Regions from separate parts of the Mus musculus genome. Here region 1 is linked to region 2. A link is a contact called in public Hi-C data. All regions are on one chromosome and are shown on one strand. Each heading gives the region's core, a stretch centred on a gene start, on an enhancer-like site or on the middle of the called end of the contact. The rest is flanking DNA. Distances are from core to core; before and after follow the strand shown.

Region 1 (2,993 bases), core at 464-2,963, 66 kb after region 2:
AGTGGAGCATGTGTCCTTCTTACCAGTTGGAACATCTTCTGGGTATATGCCCAGGAGAGGTATTGCTGTATCTTCCAGTAGTACTATGTCCAATTTTCTGAGGAGACGTCAGACTGATTTCCAGAGTGGTTGTACAAGATTGCAATCCCACCAACAATAGAGGAGTGTTCCTCTTTCAGCACATCCTTGCCAGCATCTGCTGACACCTGAATTTTTTATCTTAACCATTCTGACTGGTGTGAGGTGAAATCTCAGGGTTGTTTTGATTTGCATTTCCCTGATGATTAAGGATGTTGAACATTTTTTCAGGTGCTTCTCAGCCATTCTGTATTCCTCAGTTGAGAATTCTTTGTTTAGCTCTGAGCCCCATTTTTTAATGGGGCTATTTGATTTTCTGGAGTCTACCTTCTTGAGTTCTTTATATATATTGGATATTAGTCCCCTATCAGATTTAGGATTGGTAAAAATCCTTTCCCAATCTGTTGGTGGCCTTTTTGTCTTATTGACAGTGTCTTTTGCTTTACAGAAGCTTTGCAATTTTATGAGGTCCTATTGGTCAATTCTCGATCTTACAGCACAAGCCATTGCTGTTCTGTTCAGGAAAATTTCCCCTATGCCCATATCTTCAAGGCTTTTCCCCACTTTCTCCTCTATAAGTTTTAGTGTCTCTGGTTTTATGTAGTGTTCTTTGATCCACTTAGACTTGAGCTTTGTACAAGGAGATAAGAGTGGATCAGTTCGCATTCTTCTACATGATAACAGGAAAGGCGGGTTTTTAAATCATTATGGTTAGAAGCATTCATGCAAAGCCCTTGTCTATAGAAATTTAGAAGAAAGTATATAAAGCATGGGTTTATACTTCCTCTTTTAGGTGAAACCCTCCCTCCATCATAGCAGCCGAGAGAGAGAGAGAGAGAGAGAGAGAGAGAGAGGAAAATATTTGAAGAGAGAGGAGATGTTTGCATAGAAAATGATGATGGAACTGAAGAGATTAGGAAAATAATGTATCCCCATGTGTACTTCAGAGAGAAAAAGTGCATGCTGAGGACAGGAAGCTGTGATTGTTAGGTTAGATCATTCAGGAAATGATCAATATGGATGCTTTCTGGTTTCAGGATATAAGGCTGCAGTAGATGCCAGGGCCTTTCTCCAATGAGTTTCCTGAATAAGATGAAGTCTTAGGATGTGCCTGGATTAACCCTAATTTGTCAGAAACTGACAGTAAATAGCATACAACATTGGAAAAGGGTTCAAAAGACTGCAATGGTTTCAGATTTTCATCTAAAAATACACAAATAGATACAGAATTGTCTTTGACACATGACTTCTTTGTGTGCTATTTGGACATACATAGCTATAAGCTGCCTGCCTTCCCTCTGTGAGAAGTTTTATCTTCTTGACCACAATAATGATGTGGTCAGCAGAATGGATACTTTATTGTATCACAGAACTGTCTTTACATTTTATCATGTCACCTTTCAAGTGATGACTCCCATGGATTCTCCACCAGGAGCATGTGAGAATTTTAGCTTCTCCATGTCTTCAGCTTTGGTATAATTATACTGTTTAAGTTTTTAAAAATCTGGCAAGTATGAAATAGTTTTTATGATTTTAATGTTGAATTTCCCTAGAGAGGTTGAAAGTATGGGCTAGGTTCTTGGCCTCTTGGGTTTTGTCTTCCATTTGTGTCCTGTTTGTCTTCATATACATTTTGGATCCTAATCTTTGCTAAGGGTGTGGTCTGTGTCAGTTTGCCCGTGTGACTCACCTTGCACTTTGCTCAACTTGTCACTTACTGAACTGAGTTTTTAAATTGTCAGAGAGTCGCAATTATCAATGTTTCTTTTTACTACTTTATAATATGTGCTTTAAAAAATCATTCTTATCCCTAAGATCAGGAAAATGGCTTTCTTTTCCTCTACTATTTCTTTAAAGATTTTTACCAACTTATACTTTGATTTTTTTCAGTTTTATTTATCTGTGCTGTGTATGTGTGTATACTCGCATATTGATGTGTTTTGGCACATGGAGGTTATAGGAGACTTCCATCACTCTCCACCTTATTCCATGATGCAAGATCTTTCATGAACTGAGCACTCACTGGAATTCAGCTTGGTTTTTGTTTTGGGGTTGGTTTGGTTATTGGGGGGTAGGCTGGTAGCAAGCAAAATCAGACAATCCTCTTACTCTGCCCTGCCCCTCCTTACTCAGCATCAGAGTTTGAGATGTCTAACCCATACCTAGTTTTCTTTGTTGTTGTTGTTGTTGTTGTATGTGTCTGTGCAAGTGTCTACATATACGTACATATGTACATTACATATGATCCTGGTGCACTCAGATGTCAGAAGGGGGATTGCATCTCCTGGAACTAGAGTTACAGGAAGGGCCACCATATGGATGCAGGGAACCAATCCTAGATCTTCTGTAAGAAGAGCAAGTACTACTAACAATTGAATCATCTTTCCAGCCCACTACTTCATGCCCAGCTTGTTATGTGTCTGCTGGGGATTTGAACTCAGGTCCTCATGCTTGCACATTAAGCACTCTCCCTTATATCCTTTTTCTCCATCTGGATTGTGTGTGTGTGTGTGTGTGTGTGTGTGTGTGTGTGTAGAGTTAGGCTTAACAATTTTATATTTTCTATTAGGAAACCACCCATAGTGTGCAACTCAACCTTTTTGTGTTAGTTTTATATTATGCATATATTACATATACGTATGAGTGTATCTCTATGCTAATATAAACAGCCTTGATTAGTATCCATTTAAAATAAGCCTGGCAATCTCACAGAAGTTTTTTCTTTGGGCGCCTCTTTATTAAGCTATTCTTGGTCTCTGCTTTTAGAATGAGTTTGCCATGCTCCAGCAGCACCCCTGGTAGGCTTGTGAGTGGGACTGCCCTGAATGTCCTGACTAACATGCTGATTCCGCATGCCTTGAGCCTTCCCATTTGTACACATTTGACCTTTGCTGTGCCTCCTCATAGTGATTTCA
Region 2 (2,814 bases), core at 307-2,806:
TGTCCTCTAGAAAACAAGGCTTACAGCCCAGTGTTTCCTGAGCTGTGTTGGTTTAAATAATGTGGATAAAGTATGAAAGCACACTGACTCTGACCATTCCAAGTATGCCTTCATCTCCTCTAGTACGGATGTTCGGAAGAACTAAAGAACAGCCATTAAGATAATGGATGTGGAAGGTCACAGAAAAGTAGAAGGGAGTGGGTAAAGGCACCCTCCTTGCTAAAGCTAAGCCGGTGATTGTCCACTCACTTCAGGGCTATATTGGATGGAATGGGGGACCCAGAGTGAGGAGACTGTGTTTTGAGTCTGTTGCTGATGAGGCAAAAAGGCATCCTTGATTTACTCAAGCCTGTGCTGTCTCTTGCTTATGCTGTCGCCATTAACTTTGGCAACATAGCAGAAAATCTCATCAGAAAGCCCTGCTGATCCTAGAAAAATGAGGGGCGGGCGATACCATTCTTCAACATATATCATTGTAGTGCTTTGTCTCTCAAACTGTGCTGCCTTTGAGCTAATTATTGAGTAGCATATTTAGTGAGTAATTTCCTGCTGTGTAAAATTTCCCTCAAGTCCAAGTTGCTTCCTGTGATTATTTTTTCCCATTATGGATTATAATTCTACATTAGTAATAACTCTTTTCTAAAATCATCTTTAATTAGGGAGTGCAAGGAGTATGAATGTTCGTACAATGCCTATATAGGCCAAAGGCTTTGGATACCCTGGAACCTGGCATTAAAGGCAGTTGTTAAATCCCCTGCCCTAGGTACTGGGAACCGATCTTAGATCTTCTGCAAGAGCAGTCTGAACTCTTAAGCAGTAAGCCATCTCTCAGTTCTCCTGGTAGCTTCTTATAGATGCACAGACTGATACCAAAACCATGGGCCCTAAACTTAGATGGAGTCCAGTAAAGTTTTTCCTTTAAAATGTATTACTAGTTAGAGGTGAGGCATGCTTGTTTAATTCCACATGCATATTAACTCTTGTATTGTTTTATAGGGTTGCTGTAGCAAATTACAGCAATGTTCATGGCCAAACAGCAGAGGTTTATTTTTTTCACATCCAAAATCAAGGTGTCCCCAGGGCAGCCTTCCTACAAAGGCCCTAAAGCAGTGCTTCTCCACGTTCCTATTGCTGTGACCCTTTTAATACAGCTCCTTATGCTGTGCTGATACCCGACCATACAATTACTTTTGCTGCTACTTTATAACTGTAATGTTGCTACTGTCATGACTCATAGCTAAGTATCTGTGTTTTCTGGTGGTCTTAGGAGACTCCTGCTTCCTGCAGCACTTGGTGTCTTCTAGCATCCCTTCACTTGTAGCAGTATCGCCATCTGTCTATACATGACTTTCCCTGTGTCTCTTTGTCCTTTTCTGTCTCATATAAGGCCACTCCCCTTAGATTTAAGGTGTACACTAATCTAGTGCAATCTCATCATTATCTTTTATCTGCACAAAGCCTCTTTCCGAGTAAGCCCCAGTGACGAGAACCTGCTGCTCGGCCTCTTCAGCCCCAGTTTGAAGCTGGAATGGAACCTAAGTGTTGTTTTGATTTGTAGTTAGTGAGTCAATTCCTGTATGTTACTCACACCTTTGATGCCTGTGACAAAGACCTGTCACCTAGGAAGGAAAGACTTGCTTTGGCTCGGGAGTTTCAGATGTTACAGTTCAAGATCAGTCAGATGGAGTCGTGGCTTTGGGCCTGGAAAACAGTAAACCATGAGGTGAGCGTAGCTTCTGGTGGAAGCAGAGCATGCCTACGCTGACAGGCCTCTTCCTGCTCTGGGCCCCAGACTTTTGTGTGGTGCCACCCACATTCCTGACAGATGTTTCTCCCTTCCTTGGTTGATCATCTAGAAACACTGGTAGACGCTTGCAGAGGCGTGCTTTACCATCTCCTAAGTGTCCCTCAATGCAGCCATGCTGTCAATCAAGACTCAGTATCACAACCACATGAGAAAGAGTGCTCAGTAACATTGAGTGCTACGGCTGATTTCAGTTTTATGATGAGACAGGCTGTTGCCCATGCAAGGCGACCATACTATTGGCTCTCCATTGTAACGCTGATACTACTCGACTTGAGCTGGGCCAGTCACATCCAGTTAGCTAAGCCCTCACCTTACCTTGACAAGGAAAATGTGCTGAGTGAGGGTTAAGGATGCTGTCTTTACTTGGGTGGGAGGAATTAAAGAACAATTAATAAACTGAATAGAGGCCTTCAAGCCCAGGAATTGTATCATACAATTCTTGGTTCCCTAAGTCAATATATTCTAAAATATTTTCAGAAACTAACTGATCATTAGAACACAGCAAGTTGATCAGAGAGCATTTGTTTTTGACCTAAATGGTTTAGTCTAGCCTATAAGTCAGTTGATAAATACTTGCCTAGCTTGAGAAGAGTCTGCAGTTACATCTTCAGCACTGTAGAAACCAAGCATGGTAGCACTATACTATAATCCTACACCTCAGAGGTGTAGCCCATAAATTAAGGAATTCAAGATCACCTTGGCTACATAGCCATCCTGGGCTAAAGATAGAACCCAGTGCTTGTTAAAAACTGTGTGTCTCTCCTATAGGGCTGAACAACAATATGAACTAACCAGTACCCACAAAGCTCATGTCTCTAGCTGCATATATAGCAGAGGATGGCCTAGTCGGCCATCACTGGGAAGAAAGACCCTTGGTCTTGCAAACTTTATATGCCTCAGTACAGGGGAACGCCAGGGCCAAGAACTGGGAGTGGGTGAGTTGGGGAGCAGGGGAAGGGGTATAGGGGACTTTTGGAGAGGAAACTAGGAAAGGGGATAACATTTGA

The links. Hi-C and Micro-C count contacts between places; a contact is called where the count stands out from the background.
Region 1: a Hi-C map of Th2 cells shows a contact between it and region 2, with 2.2 times the contacts expected there. The contact joins two enhancer-like sites. A contact is called at or near these places in 7 of 39 promoter capture datasets (the C10 cell line, embryonic stem cells, hippocampal neurons and 2 more), 14 of 484 Hi-C or Micro-C datasets (Th2 cells, brain, cerebral cortex and 8 more), 9 of 115 datasets of contacts at active chromatin or transcription factors (astrocytes, bone marrow-derived dendritic cells, embryonic stem cells and 4 more) and 3 of 9 other capture datasets (adipose tissue, liver and pancreatic islet).

What each region holds. Positions count from the first base shown.
Region 1 is chrX:166,250,283-166,253,275 of GRCm38.p6, forward strand. It overlaps a transcript of Gpm6b not described here. Among named protein-coding and RNA genes, the nearest start is that of Gemin8, 81 kb to the left of the region's middle. Within about 2 kb of position 1,714, at least 2 of the 459 cell types and tissues checked have an H3K27ac peak or open chromatin away from gene starts, as enhancers often do. A contact at or near this core is called in Th2 cells, where this site is marked.
Region 2 is chrX:166,183,990-166,186,803 of GRCm38.p6, forward strand. The region is part of intron 3 of Gemin8 (gem nuclear organelle associated protein 8); the gene reads left to right. Among named protein-coding and RNA genes, the nearest start is that of Gemin8, 15 kb to the left of the region's middle. Within about 2 kb of position 1,557, at least 11 of the 459 cell types and tissues checked have an H3K27ac peak or open chromatin away from gene starts, as enhancers often do. A contact at or near this core is called in Th2 cells, where this site is marked.